Regions from separate parts of the Sus scrofa genome. Here all the other regions are linked to region 1. The links are chromatin contacts, called in public HiChIP or PLAC-seq maps. All regions are on one chromosome and are shown on one strand. The core of a region is the stretch at or near the end of the contact, and the rest is flanking DNA. Distances in the headings are between cores, read along the strand shown. Region 1 holds the start of RARA (retinoic acid receptor alpha). Region 2 holds the start of NR1D1 (nuclear receptor subfamily 1 group D member 1). Region 3 holds the start of CSF3 (colony stimulating factor 3 (granulocyte)). Region 4 holds the start of MSL1 (male-specific lethal 1 homolog).

Region 1 (2,700 bases), core at 52-2,551:
CAGATACCTCAATCCTAGGCAGGGCCGTGCAGCCGGTGCCGGTGCGATCGTGGGCTACACCCGTGTCCACTCCCAGCCTCGGGTCCCTTGTCTGTAAAGCAGGGGCCGTCGGGCCGATGGGTTTGAGAGCTCTGCCAGTCGGGTCAGGCTGAGAGCCTCCTCACTGGGGTGGACGCCTGAGAGTGTGGCACTTCCCCTTCCAGTGGGAAGTCCTGTGGGGGGCACTTGTGGCCACTTCTCCGACCAGGAAAGGGGAGGGGTGTTCCCTACTGATTCCTCTTCCTCCTCCCCGCCCCCCACCCCAGTAGATGGGGAGATGGTCCTTCCAAATGGAGCCACAGGCTGGGAGGGGAATTGTGGCTCTGCTGGGGGTTGAGGTCTCCGCAGAGAGAATGATTCAGATCCTGCCCCGCTAGAACAAGAACGCGAGCTTTCCTGGCTCCTCAGCCTGGGCCAGGAAAAAGAAGCTGGAGACTGAGTCCCTTGCATGTACGAGTGCTCCTGGGCGCCCCCTACTCGGCTCTTGAAAGATCCACGAGCCGCTGTCCATTGGGGGTAAGGGAACTAGGGATCGCTGAGGGGTACGGTTGGGCCGAAGGTCCTCCGACCCACTCGAGCCGGAGAGGTTATTTGGCGGGAGAGGCGAGGAGGTGTGCCTGAGGGCCGTCTACCTGCTCTGGCACTCCTTTTTTTGCCGGTAAGAAAATTAAGATTCAGAGAAAAGAAAGAGACTTGTTCAAGGTCACACAGCTCTCAGTTCCAAGGGGTTCCTCGAGGAAGATTATAATTATGGGAGTCTAGGGGCTTGACAGCTAGGGGCGGAGTCACTGTATTCACTTCCATATTACGTTGCCGCCTCTCTAACCCCGGCTTAGGTGCCATCAGGGTGTGTGTGTGTGTGTGTGTGTAACCCCGACTTAGGTGCAAGAGGTTGTGTGTGTGTGTGTGTGTGTCTGTGTAACCCCGGCTTAGGTGCAAGAGGTGTGTGTGTGTGAGATACTTGCCCCTGTGAGTGTGGGTGTGTGTGGTCGGAGGGAAGGGAGTGTGATACCACACATTGCCGTCCCTTCTCCACTGAGCCTTCTTTCCGTTCTTCGCGCAGAACTTCTTCGCCTCCTCGCCCTGAGTCTCTCCTTTGGGGGCAGAGGGAGGGATTCTCCCAGATTCCCACGGTCCAGCTTCTGCTAGGCGCGGCTCCTTTAAGACTCACCCTTTCCCTGGGTCTATTAGGGAGAAAGGGGGGCGTGATCTTGTGGGCCCGCCCCTGGATGGTGATTGGTCTGTGGGAGGACGGGGGCGGACCGGAGGTTGAGGGCCTCCCCGCGGCTCGGTACCCTCCGCCCCCCCAGTCTGGGGCTCCGGGTAAAGTTTCAGCCTCCGCACGTGACTCGCCATGGCCGCTGCTTTCGCCCCGCGCCCCTGAGCCGCGGCCCCCCCCAACTGGTCGTCTCCCTGGACCCCGCAACCCCTGACGCGGAGCGGCTCCAAGGCGCAGGGTCAGGGCAGACGCTGTGCCCGCGGGCGACCGGGACGGATTGCGTCCCCCCCCACTGCGAGGTAACCTCTCCCCCCGGGGATTTTGGAGAGCCCCGGGCCCTCGCAGGCATCGTCGCCCCTCGGTCTGCTGCTGATAGGACCCGCGGGGTGGAAGAGACCCAGTGCCGGGCGGGTTCGGACGGCCACCTGGGGTTTCCTGGGCTTCCCAACCCGCCGCCGCCGTGCTCGGGGTGGGGGAGCCCCGTCTGTGAGTCTGTCTGCGCCCGTGTCTTCGCGCGCAGCCGTGAGGCGTCTGGGGCCGTCTGCCGCGCGTGTCTCAGGCGTCCGAGCTGTGGCAGAACCGCCGCTGGGAACTCCTGCTCTCTCTCGCTTTTTCTCTTCACAAACAAACAAAACAAAAAGATTTTCAAACCTGTTTGGGGAGAGATCAGATGCCCAACGGACTAGCCCCCTCCTTCTTTCCCTGCTGTTATCTGAGCCGCCCTGTGGTTTGGGGAGAATCAGCCCGGGGGCCCACCCCATCTGAGGCAGCCAGTTGGGAGGCGGGGCCCATTCAGCTGGTGTCCCCCGTGGAGTGCGGGGAGCCGTCAGAATTGGGTACGGGGAGCCAGTGCAGCCAGGGGAGGGATGTCTCTGGGTTTGTAGGCACCATGGGGTTGTGGAAGCTTGTGGGGGTATGAGAAGGATGGAATAGATTGGTTGTCTTGGTTCTGCCCAGGGTGTCTGGGACCTGGTGCCACCCACGAGGTGGAGAAGCTGCTAGCCAGATGTGTATGTGGGAGGGGGAAGCTGGAAAATCTGCTTGGCAGTGCCCTTTCTCCTCTCCGGGCATGGCCCTGTTGTCGGGTTGCTCTGGGGGAAGGGGGCCGTGCACTAGGCTGGAGATGAGAACCAGCTCATGTGGAAATCATACAAGAAAAGCCCCCAGTCTTGGAGACACTTGTCCACTGTCCAGCCTACCTTGGATAGCATGCCTTTGTGCTGGCGTGGAGGGGTACCCTGGGCCTCCACCAACTGCCAGCTCCCTCTTCTGTAACCAGATTGCCTTCTGCCTGGGAGACGTGTGCACATGTGTGCCTGTGTGCCTGTGTACCGTGTATGTTGTACCGTGTATGTTCTCAGGGGCCTTGTTCCTGAAAACACTCCCCCACCCCACCCCCACCCCCTGCTTCTTACCCCCAACCCTCACTTCTGCTCCTGACC
Region 2 (2,700 bases), core at 115-2,614, 180 kb before region 1:
GGCTTCAGCTGAATGAAAACAAACTCAGCACGTGGGCCCGGCTCCGCAGCCATGTGAGCGCTCCGGGCGCTTGGGCGCTCTGGGTGTCCTCCCTGGGGCAGAGCACCACTCTTGGGGCTCCTCAAGTGCCGCTCCCTACTGTCACTGAGGATTCCCCAGTGAGATCGTACACATTCCCCCAGCCCCTCCTGCCTGGAACCCAGATCGCCCCAATGCTCCTTAAGTTCTTTCAAGCCTGCAGGAGCTAAGGAAGAGGAAGAGAGGAGGGGCGCGCGGGGGGGGGGTCCTCCTGAGAAGTCCAGGCATGCCATAACTGCAGGGGGTGGACAGACGGGGGCGTTTCGGGGCACTGCTCCAGAGCTCCCAGTTCCTTTAAACTGTTCATCTCAGCACACGTACCCGCTCTCCATTTCCTCCTTCCTCGCTATACGAGTGCTTCAGGCTAAAGGGAGCTTTGGGACTCTGAGGGGGTGATGGTTGGGCGCCTCCGAGGGCATTCCCAGGCCGAAGAACCTGTTCTGGAAATCCCAGTCTAGCAAATCCTAGCGTGGCCCCCATCACACTAGCAAATCCCTAGGCGGAGGGAGTCCCCAGTCCCTTACAAAGTTCCTCTTGTTCTAAGGCGTAAGGCGTAGATGGAGGAGAGGAGACAGCAACAGAGAAAGAATGATGGTAGCAAAGAAATCTTAGTACCTGTGTTGTTGTTGGAGTCCAGGGTCGTCATGTCTTCACCGGCTGACAGCGGTCATTCAAACTGGACCTTGACACAAACTGGAGGTTAGAATTGTCACTGTCGCCCCCTGGGCACTGGCTGAGGGCCAAGAGTGGACCCGGTTCGCGATCAGGATCTGAGGCACCCTGCAGCAAGGTCTTGGGTTGGCCGGACTGCAGTCCTGCAGAAGGGTAGGACGCTGAAGCAACGGAGATCTGCTTTGCATGGGAAGAGCAGAGAGAGTGTGGGGGAAGGGGCGGGGGGAATCAGCCTGCGGTAGTTCTGGCCAGAAGGTAGCAAGAAGGGTCGGGTCTCTGCAGTGCACGGGATGCCACTGCCTGACGGCTCCGCAGCGCTGCAGGGTAGCGAATCTGGAGCTCCCGGTGCAAAAGTCCCAGAGGGAGAGAGGTTGCAGTCAGGAAGTAAGTAGGTGATGGGGAGAAAGGGGGCACCCAGGCGCGAAGAAGCGAGACGTGTGCCCTGCTACGTTCCCTCAGCAGCAATATTTCACTCTGCCAATCTCAGCCGCCTTTTGCCCCAGCCTTTTTCCCTGGGACAGAGGGCTCTGCGCAGGCGCCAGCAACCCAGGGTTCCCGGGCCGCACGCGGCACTGGAGCAGGTACCATGTGATCCCAGGGAGCGCCTCGTGCCCCAGTGACACACTTTTCCAGCAGCAGGCACGTTGAGCTCCGTGCGCCTGCGTAAACCCGAGGCTGTCGGGATATGTAGTCCGCTGGCAAAGTGGGCGGGCTGCGTTATTTCCCCACTTCCTCCTGCAAAAGCTCTTGCTGGGACCGGGGAGGAGCTGAGAGCCGCATGGGGTGGGGTGCGCTGAAGGCTCAGGGTGGCTCGTTTGGAAAGCCTGTATGGCAGAGGCATGTGAATTCCTAAGGAGGGACTGGCAAGCTTGGCTGCTCCCTGGGAGATCAAAGCTAACAGCTCCTTTCTGCAGACCTTGCAAACGTGAGGGCTTCACGTGATTGCAGGACTGACCTAGCCTTTGAGGTTACTGTTAACAGGAGAGAGATGACAAGTAGGGGAGGGTGACACCCCCAGGGTCAGGAACTTAAGCTGAACTTCTGCTGCTCAGGACCAAGTCCTGAGATGGAAAGGAAACGTGACTCCTTGTAGGGAAAAGAGTTGCCATGGGGGTGAGGATGTCCTTGGGGACTCCCTGTTTGCTTGTATGACACCACCCCACCCACTCAAGTTGACTTTGGGGTGAGTCATTTCCTTTTGTCTGGGAAATAAAAAAGACAAGGAAGGGGAACTGTGGTGAAAGTGCTTTTCCGTCCTAACGTAAAGGAGCCAGAGGTGAGGCAAGAGCCTGGGAGCAGAGTGACACCTCCACCCCCAGTGCTTCAGGGTAGCGTGGATTCCACAGAAGGGCACACAAAGACCGCCTTACCCTCCCTCCTTTGCTGACAGGAGAATGAGGCTTAGAAGGAGCGATTGGCCCAAGGTCAGACATCCCTTGCTAGTTTCATTTGCCCACCGTTAGGGAGGTGGGTGGCTGTGAAAGTGAAACACTGAACAGGGGTTAGAAACAGCCAGCATCTCTCTTTAGAGGAGCAACTGCCCCATTGGTGCAAACCTGTCCTGGTCTCAAGTAAAGTAGAGAGAGGTCTATTCTGTGGTCTATTCTGTTTGAGGTTTGGGCTACGTAGAGAGCTGGGAGCCTCTTTTTTTTTTTTTTGGCTTTTTAGGGCCACACCCACGGCACATGGAAGGTCCAGGGCTAGGGGTCGAATTGGAGCTGCAGCTGCCAGCCACAGCCACAGCCACAGCAACATGGGATACAAGCCATGTCCACGACCTACACCACAGCTCATGGCAACGCCCGACCTTTAGGCTCAGGGATGAAACCTGAGTCCTCATGGATACCAGTCACTAGTCGGGTTCATTACTGCTGAGCCACAAGAACTCCTGGGAGCCTCTTGCAGCAGGCGAGTGAAGAATGAACCTGGGCCACCTGCTGCTTCCTGCTA
Region 3 (2,700 bases), core at 161-2,660, 250 kb before region 1:
GTGCCTGATATAATGTCTGGAGCAGGGTTGTCCTCTGGAGGTTCTTGGGAGGGAGAGGAGGCCCCTCACGGTTCTGTTAAACCCGCCCCTATATTCCCATGGAGCTGGGCCCAGGGATGGGCTCAGTCGGGGCCTGGTAGCCAGTTGCCTAACCTAAGGTGTTGTTGGGGGCCAAGGCCACCCTGCAGGCCAGGGGACCAGAGGCAAGAAATGACTGGATTAGCCGGTGACGTCCCTTCCCGTTGTGGCCACCAGGGGGCCCCGTCTCCGCAGAGATGGCCTGGCCCAGTCAGACACACCCACTCCTCATCCAAAGGCTCACTGTTCTGGCACCTTGTAGGGTAAATTGGGACAGAAAGTGACAGCCTTGAGTGCAGTTGGTCAGACTTCCCCAGGTAGGCCCCATGGCCTGTGGAAAACTCTCAGGCGCCAGGCAGAGGTCCAGGTTATAACTCTGACTCTGCTGCCCATGACCTTGGGCAAGGCTCTGCCCTCACTGGCCCAGTTCACAGGGTTGGAACGAACTCCAAAGTCCCTTCCAGCGCTCACAGTGCATGGTTCTCCAGTTTGAAGCCAGGCACTTTCTTCTTTCTCACCCTTCTCTGCTCAGGACAGCACCCATACTCTGGCTGGCAGTGAACCTGGCCAGGGAAGCCCCATATCCCAGATCCTCAAGCCCCAAAGCACTAGGACATTGTCGGGGGAGGGGTAGTGCGGGGGGAGGAGGAGGAAGGGCAAGGTCAGGTGAACTAAGAGGCTCGAAGGGTCTTGCTTCATCAGGACAGTCATCCGGTTTCCTCCAGTCTCTGCCAGGATTCCGGGGGCTTAAAGGAATGAGTCATGGGGGGGATTGGGGAGTTCCCAGCTACCCAGTTCAGAACAGGAACCTGGGATGGTGCCTATCACAGTGTGGGCTGGGGACAGGAGGCAAGACCCCCATGTCCTTATCTCAGGCTCCAGCCCCTCCGAAGGGCACTCAGGGAGGCAGGTGCCTGGGAATTTGGGGGATAGAAACGGGAGCACCTAGCTTCTTCCTTCTCAGAGCTGGGGCTGAGGGAGCAGGTGGCTTGAGAATCCCAAGAGAGAGTGGCAAAGGGGGCTTCATGGGGACATGTGCCGGGGAGGGAGGGAGGCCTGCCTCTGCCCTGAGTTCTGACCTTACTCCAGCCCCCAAGGCCTCTATCACTGGCTCAGCTTTTGTTTAGCGGTTCAAACACCCTGGGGCAATGCAGGCCTGGGTGGGGCTAGGGGAGGAAGGGAGTCCGAGGGGGACCAGACGTCAAAGAAGAATCAGAGATTCCACAATTTCACAAAACTTTCGCAAACAGTTTTTTTTTTTTGTTTTGCCCCAACCGCCCTGCATTGTCCTGGACAACAAATTTGCATAAGTCTTGGGAAGTTATTACTAAGCCTTAGTCGCGGCACCAGGTAATTTCCTCCCAGGCCTCCATGGGCTTATGTATAAAGGCCCCCAGATCTGGTCCCTGACAGAACCCAGAACCTACAGACCCACCCAGACCCTCGGCTGAGCCTGCTGCCCAGAGCCCCATGAAGCTGATGGGTGAGTGTCCGGGGCCCTGGACGTGGGGAGGGGCAGAGGGGCAGAGGACTGGGGGTCCCTAGGATCCTGGAAAGGGACTCAGGTGGAGTGGACGGCACGTTCCCTGAGCCCCTGTCTGCTCCCAGCCCTGCAGCTGCTGCTCTGGCACATTGCACTCTGGATGGTGCCCGAAGCCGCCCCTCTCAGCCCTGCCAGCTCCCTGCCCCAGAGCTTCCTGCTCAAGTGCTTAGAGCAAGTGAGGAAAATCCAGGCTGATGGCGCCGAGCTGCAGGAGAGGCTGGTGAGTGAGGGAGGCCGGCAGCGGAGGGTCAGGGAGGGGACAGAGGTGCTGCAGGAGGGGGCACAGAGGAGAGGTTGGGGGAGAAGGAGGCGAAGGGACCCTTGGGAAAGAATGCCTCCAGATTGGGAGAGGAGAGACTGGGGGTAATGGACTGGCAAGGAGAGGTGGAGCCCTGGGCACTGGCACAGAGCTGGGGGCGGGGGAGAACTTCTTGGGGACAGTGCTGGGAGGGGCTGGCTGCGGAGTGGACGGAGGAAGGGGAGCAAGAAGCCTGGTGGGAGGTGGAAGGAGGAAAAGACCTCAGAGAGATGGGGGCGCTCGGAAGGGAGGACAGCCCAGCCCTGTCAGCCCCCCTCACTCGGCATCCTTCCCGCCCCCAGTGTGCCACCCACAAGCTGTGCCACCCCCAGGAGCTGGTGCTGCTCGGGCACTCTCTGGGCCTCCCCCAGGCTTCCCTGAGCAGCTGCTCCAGCCAGGCCCTGCAGCTGGTGAGTTCCGGAGGGGAGAAGGGAGGTGAGGGGGTAGGAAAGGTGATCTGGAAGGAACACCCCCTGACTCCTCCCCATCCCCCCAGACTGGCTGCCTGAACCAACTGCATGGCGGCCTCGTCCTCTACCAGGGCCTCCTGCAGGCCCTGGCGGGCATCTCCCCAGAGCTGGCCCCCGCCCTGGACATACTGCAGCTGGATGTCACCGACTTAGCCACCAACATCTGGCTGCAGGTGAGTCTCTCTGGGAGCAGCAAGCATTGGGGGCCTGGACCCAGATGGTCTTCAAAGGCCGTGCTGCCAGCCCGGGGATCCCGGGGTTCTTTAGGGCTGGGGCAGGAGCCTTGCAGGGCTGGGAGGGGCAGGGGGCGT
Region 4 (2,700 bases), core at 74-2,573, 150 kb before region 1:
TCTTGACACTGAAAAAGATCACCACAATCTATGTGCCTCTTGCCATACAACCCCCTCTCCCCTTCATTGGTATCCCTAACTTCAATAAAATCCCCCTTGCAGATCTGAGGCCATAAAGTCTGGTAGAAGAAGGCTGGGGCTCTCTTGGCTTCTCAACACATTCACACCTATTTATCTCAATTTTCCAGTGCTTTATGCTTTGGGCCCACAAGGCAGAGATACAGTTTTAATTAGAGGTTTTCACATTGGGCCAAAGAATGTTAGTCATCTCCCTCTCCATATGGACTGAAGAAAAAAAAAATCCCACCTCAACAGAAAAGAAAAACAATCAATTAAAACTATTAAGAGTTTTTCCACGAGGAATTCTGTGAGGATTTGTTGGCTAAAGTTGCCTGGAAGTTAAGACGGACAGACACATACACACAAGGAACACGGAGAAGATGAAGTGCTCAGCATAAAATACCCTAAATTATTCCTATTCTGGGTAAAGGTAAAAATGCCTTCCTTTCTTCAGTCTTTCATGAACCCCCAGAAGATGCTAGAAGTGACTTAAGAAGGCTGGGGACATGGCCGTTGGGAAAGAACTGTTGGTAGCTGGCAATACTTCATTTCAGGGAGGTGGTGGCAACAACTCCCCAGGCAGCAGACAGCAGGGATTTTCCTTCCTTGGGGAACCAGAGGTCCCCTCCGTTTCTGGTCTGGATCCCTTAGAGACAAAGAACTTCATTCTCTCCCATACCAGTGTGGGGCTGCTGGGGAGTGCAGGGGGTGGAGGGGTTAGAATTCTATGCCCAGAAAACACCCACAGGAGCCTGCATCCTGACTCCGGTCCAGGAGGCGTGCGGGGCTGCGGGGGCCGCAGGGCCCCTCTGGCGAGGGCCAGACGGGTTGCCAAGGTGCCCCGGGAAGGGGCCGCCCAGCGCAGGGCGGGTACGTGGAGCGCTCGGTACACTTCCACGGAGGGCGCCTCAGCCTCCCGAAGCCCCCTTCCTTGCTCTCAGCCCCATTCTCTCGCGCTCCTCTCTCCCGGGGAGCCTCCGCAGTCGCCCTTTCTTCCCTCCTCCTGGCCCTCCCCCGGCTCGCCCCTCCCCCGGCAGCCCACCTTCACCCCGCCGCTCCGCCGGCTTCTGGGTCCTCGCCCCTCATCCCCGGCCTCCCCTCGCCGGCCCCCGCGCCCGGCGCCCCCGCGGCCCCCTCCCCGCCCTCCTCGAGGCGGCGGCGGCCCCTTTCACAATAGCGCGGCCCGCCTCCCTCCTCTCGGCTCCCGGTTCGCTCCCGCCCGCGTCCCTCCCAGCGCATGCGCCCTCCTGCCGGCGGCGGCCGCGGCGGCGGCGGCTCGGAGCGGCTCCGTTTTTTTAAAGGGAAACGCTGAGGCGCCGGGGGTGACAGTGGGGGAGGGGGACTCGGAGCCCGGAGACCCCCAGGGGAGGCGACAGACCCCCTCCCGGAGTAGGAGGGCTTTGGGCGGACCCATCCCTCCCACCCCCTCCTGAGGAGGAGAGGGGGGAAAATGGAGGCTCGGGGCGGCTGAGGCGAGCTCCGGGGCGGGGGGCCGGGGCGGGGAAGGGGGGTGTGGGGTGGGGAGACGAGGCGGGCCCGGCCGGGCCAGGGGGGGCCGAAGCGAGCTCCGGGGATGAGCTCGGGGCGGCTGGGTGCGAGCTCCTGCCTCTGAGGCGAAGGCGGCGGCGGCGGCAGCAGAGGCGGCGGCGAGGCCCCCATGGGCCGGCGGCGGGCCTCAGCCGCGGCCTCCACTTCTCCGCACGCCGGCGGGATGGCGCCCGGGCCCCGGAGGAGCCGCGCTAGCCGAGGCCTGCTGCCGCGCTGCTGAGGCGAGCCCGCCAAACTCCCCTCCCCCTCCTCCGTCCTCGACCCCCAGCACCTCGCCCCTTCCCCACCCCCTCCTCCGTCTCGGTCCCCGGCGCTGCTCCGGACCACTATGACCATGAGATCCGCAGTGTTCAAGGCGGCCGCGGCCCCTGCCGGCGGCAACCCTGAGCAGCGACTGGACTACGAGCGGGCTGCGGCGCTGGGCGGGCCCGAGGACGAGCCCGGGGCGGCCGAAGCCCACTTCCTCCCCCGGCACCGTAAGCTCAAGGAGCCGGGGCCCCCGCTGGCCTCCTCCCAGGGCGGGAGCCCCGCGCCCTCCCCGGCCGGCTGCGGCGGCAAGGGCCGGGGCTTGTTACTCCCGGCCGGGGCGGCCCCCGGGCAGCAGGAAGAGAGCTGGGGCGGCTCGGTGCCCTTGCCCTGTCCGCCCCCGGCCACCAAACAAGCTGGCATTGGGGGGGAGCCAGCGGCAGCCGGAGCCGGCTGCAGTCCCCGACCCAAGTATCAGGCGGTGCTGCCCATTCAGACGGGCTCTCTCGTGGCGGCGGCCAAAGAGCCTACGCCCTGGGCTGGGGACAAGGGTGGGGCGGCTCCCCCAGCTGCCACCGCCTCGGACCCGGCGGGACCCCCACCACTACCTCTGCCCGGGCCGCCACCCCTCGCGCCCACCGCCACCGCCGGGACCCTGGCGGCCAGCGAGGGCCGATGGAAGAGTATGAGGAAGAGCCCTCTCGGGGGTGGCGGCGGCTCGGGAGCCTCCAGTCAGGCCGCCTGCCTCAAACAGATCCTTCTGCTGCAATTGGACCTCATCGAACAGCAGCAGCAGCAGCTGCAGGCCAAGGAGAAGGAGATCGAGGAGCTGAAGTCAGAGAGAGA

The links. HiChIP or PLAC-seq counts read pairs in DNA pulled down with a chosen protein or histone mark.
Region 2: a contact with region 1 is called in an H3K27ac HiChIP or PLAC-seq map of alveolar macrophages. The contact joins the promoter of NR1D1 here to the promoter of RARA in region 1. A contact is called at or near these places in 2 of 2 datasets of contacts at active chromatin or transcription factors (alveolar macrophages and skeletal muscle).
Region 3: an H3K27ac HiChIP or PLAC-seq map of alveolar macrophages shows a contact between it and region 1. The contact joins the promoter of CSF3 here to the promoter of RARA in region 1. A contact is called at or near these places in 2 of 2 datasets of contacts at active chromatin or transcription factors (alveolar macrophages and skeletal muscle).
Region 4: an H3K27ac HiChIP or PLAC-seq map of alveolar macrophages shows a contact between it and region 1. The contact joins the promoter of MSL1 here to the promoter of RARA in region 1. A contact is called at or near these places in 2 of 47 Hi-C or Micro-C datasets (heart right ventricle and liver) and 1 of 2 datasets of contacts at active chromatin or transcription factors (alveolar macrophages).

Annotation. Positions count from the first base shown.
Region 1 is chr12:22,084,360-22,087,059 of Sscrofa11.1, reverse strand. RARA (retinoic acid receptor alpha) reads left to right here and starts at 1,301. Exons shown (of 9, transcript XM_003131474.6): 1 at 1,301-1,557.
Region 2 is chr12:22,262,213-22,264,912 of Sscrofa11.1, reverse strand. It overlaps NR1D1 (nuclear receptor subfamily 1 group D member 1), which reads right to left and starts at 1,364. Exons shown (of 8, transcript XM_021067027.1): 1 at 694-1,364. The coding sequence starts at 724.
Region 3 is chr12:22,334,659-22,337,358 of Sscrofa11.1, reverse strand. CSF3 (colony stimulating factor 3 (granulocyte)) reads left to right here and starts at 1,410. Exons shown (of 5, transcript NM_213842.1): 1 at 1,410-1,561; 2 at 1,687-1,841; 3 at 2,222-2,329; 4 at 2,416-2,562. The coding sequence starts at 1,549.
Region 4 is chr12:22,236,180-22,238,879 of Sscrofa11.1, reverse strand. It overlaps MSL1 (male-specific lethal 1 homolog), which reads left to right and starts at 1,323. Exons shown (of 9, transcript XM_003358056.4): 1 at 1,323-2,700. The coding sequence starts at 1,937.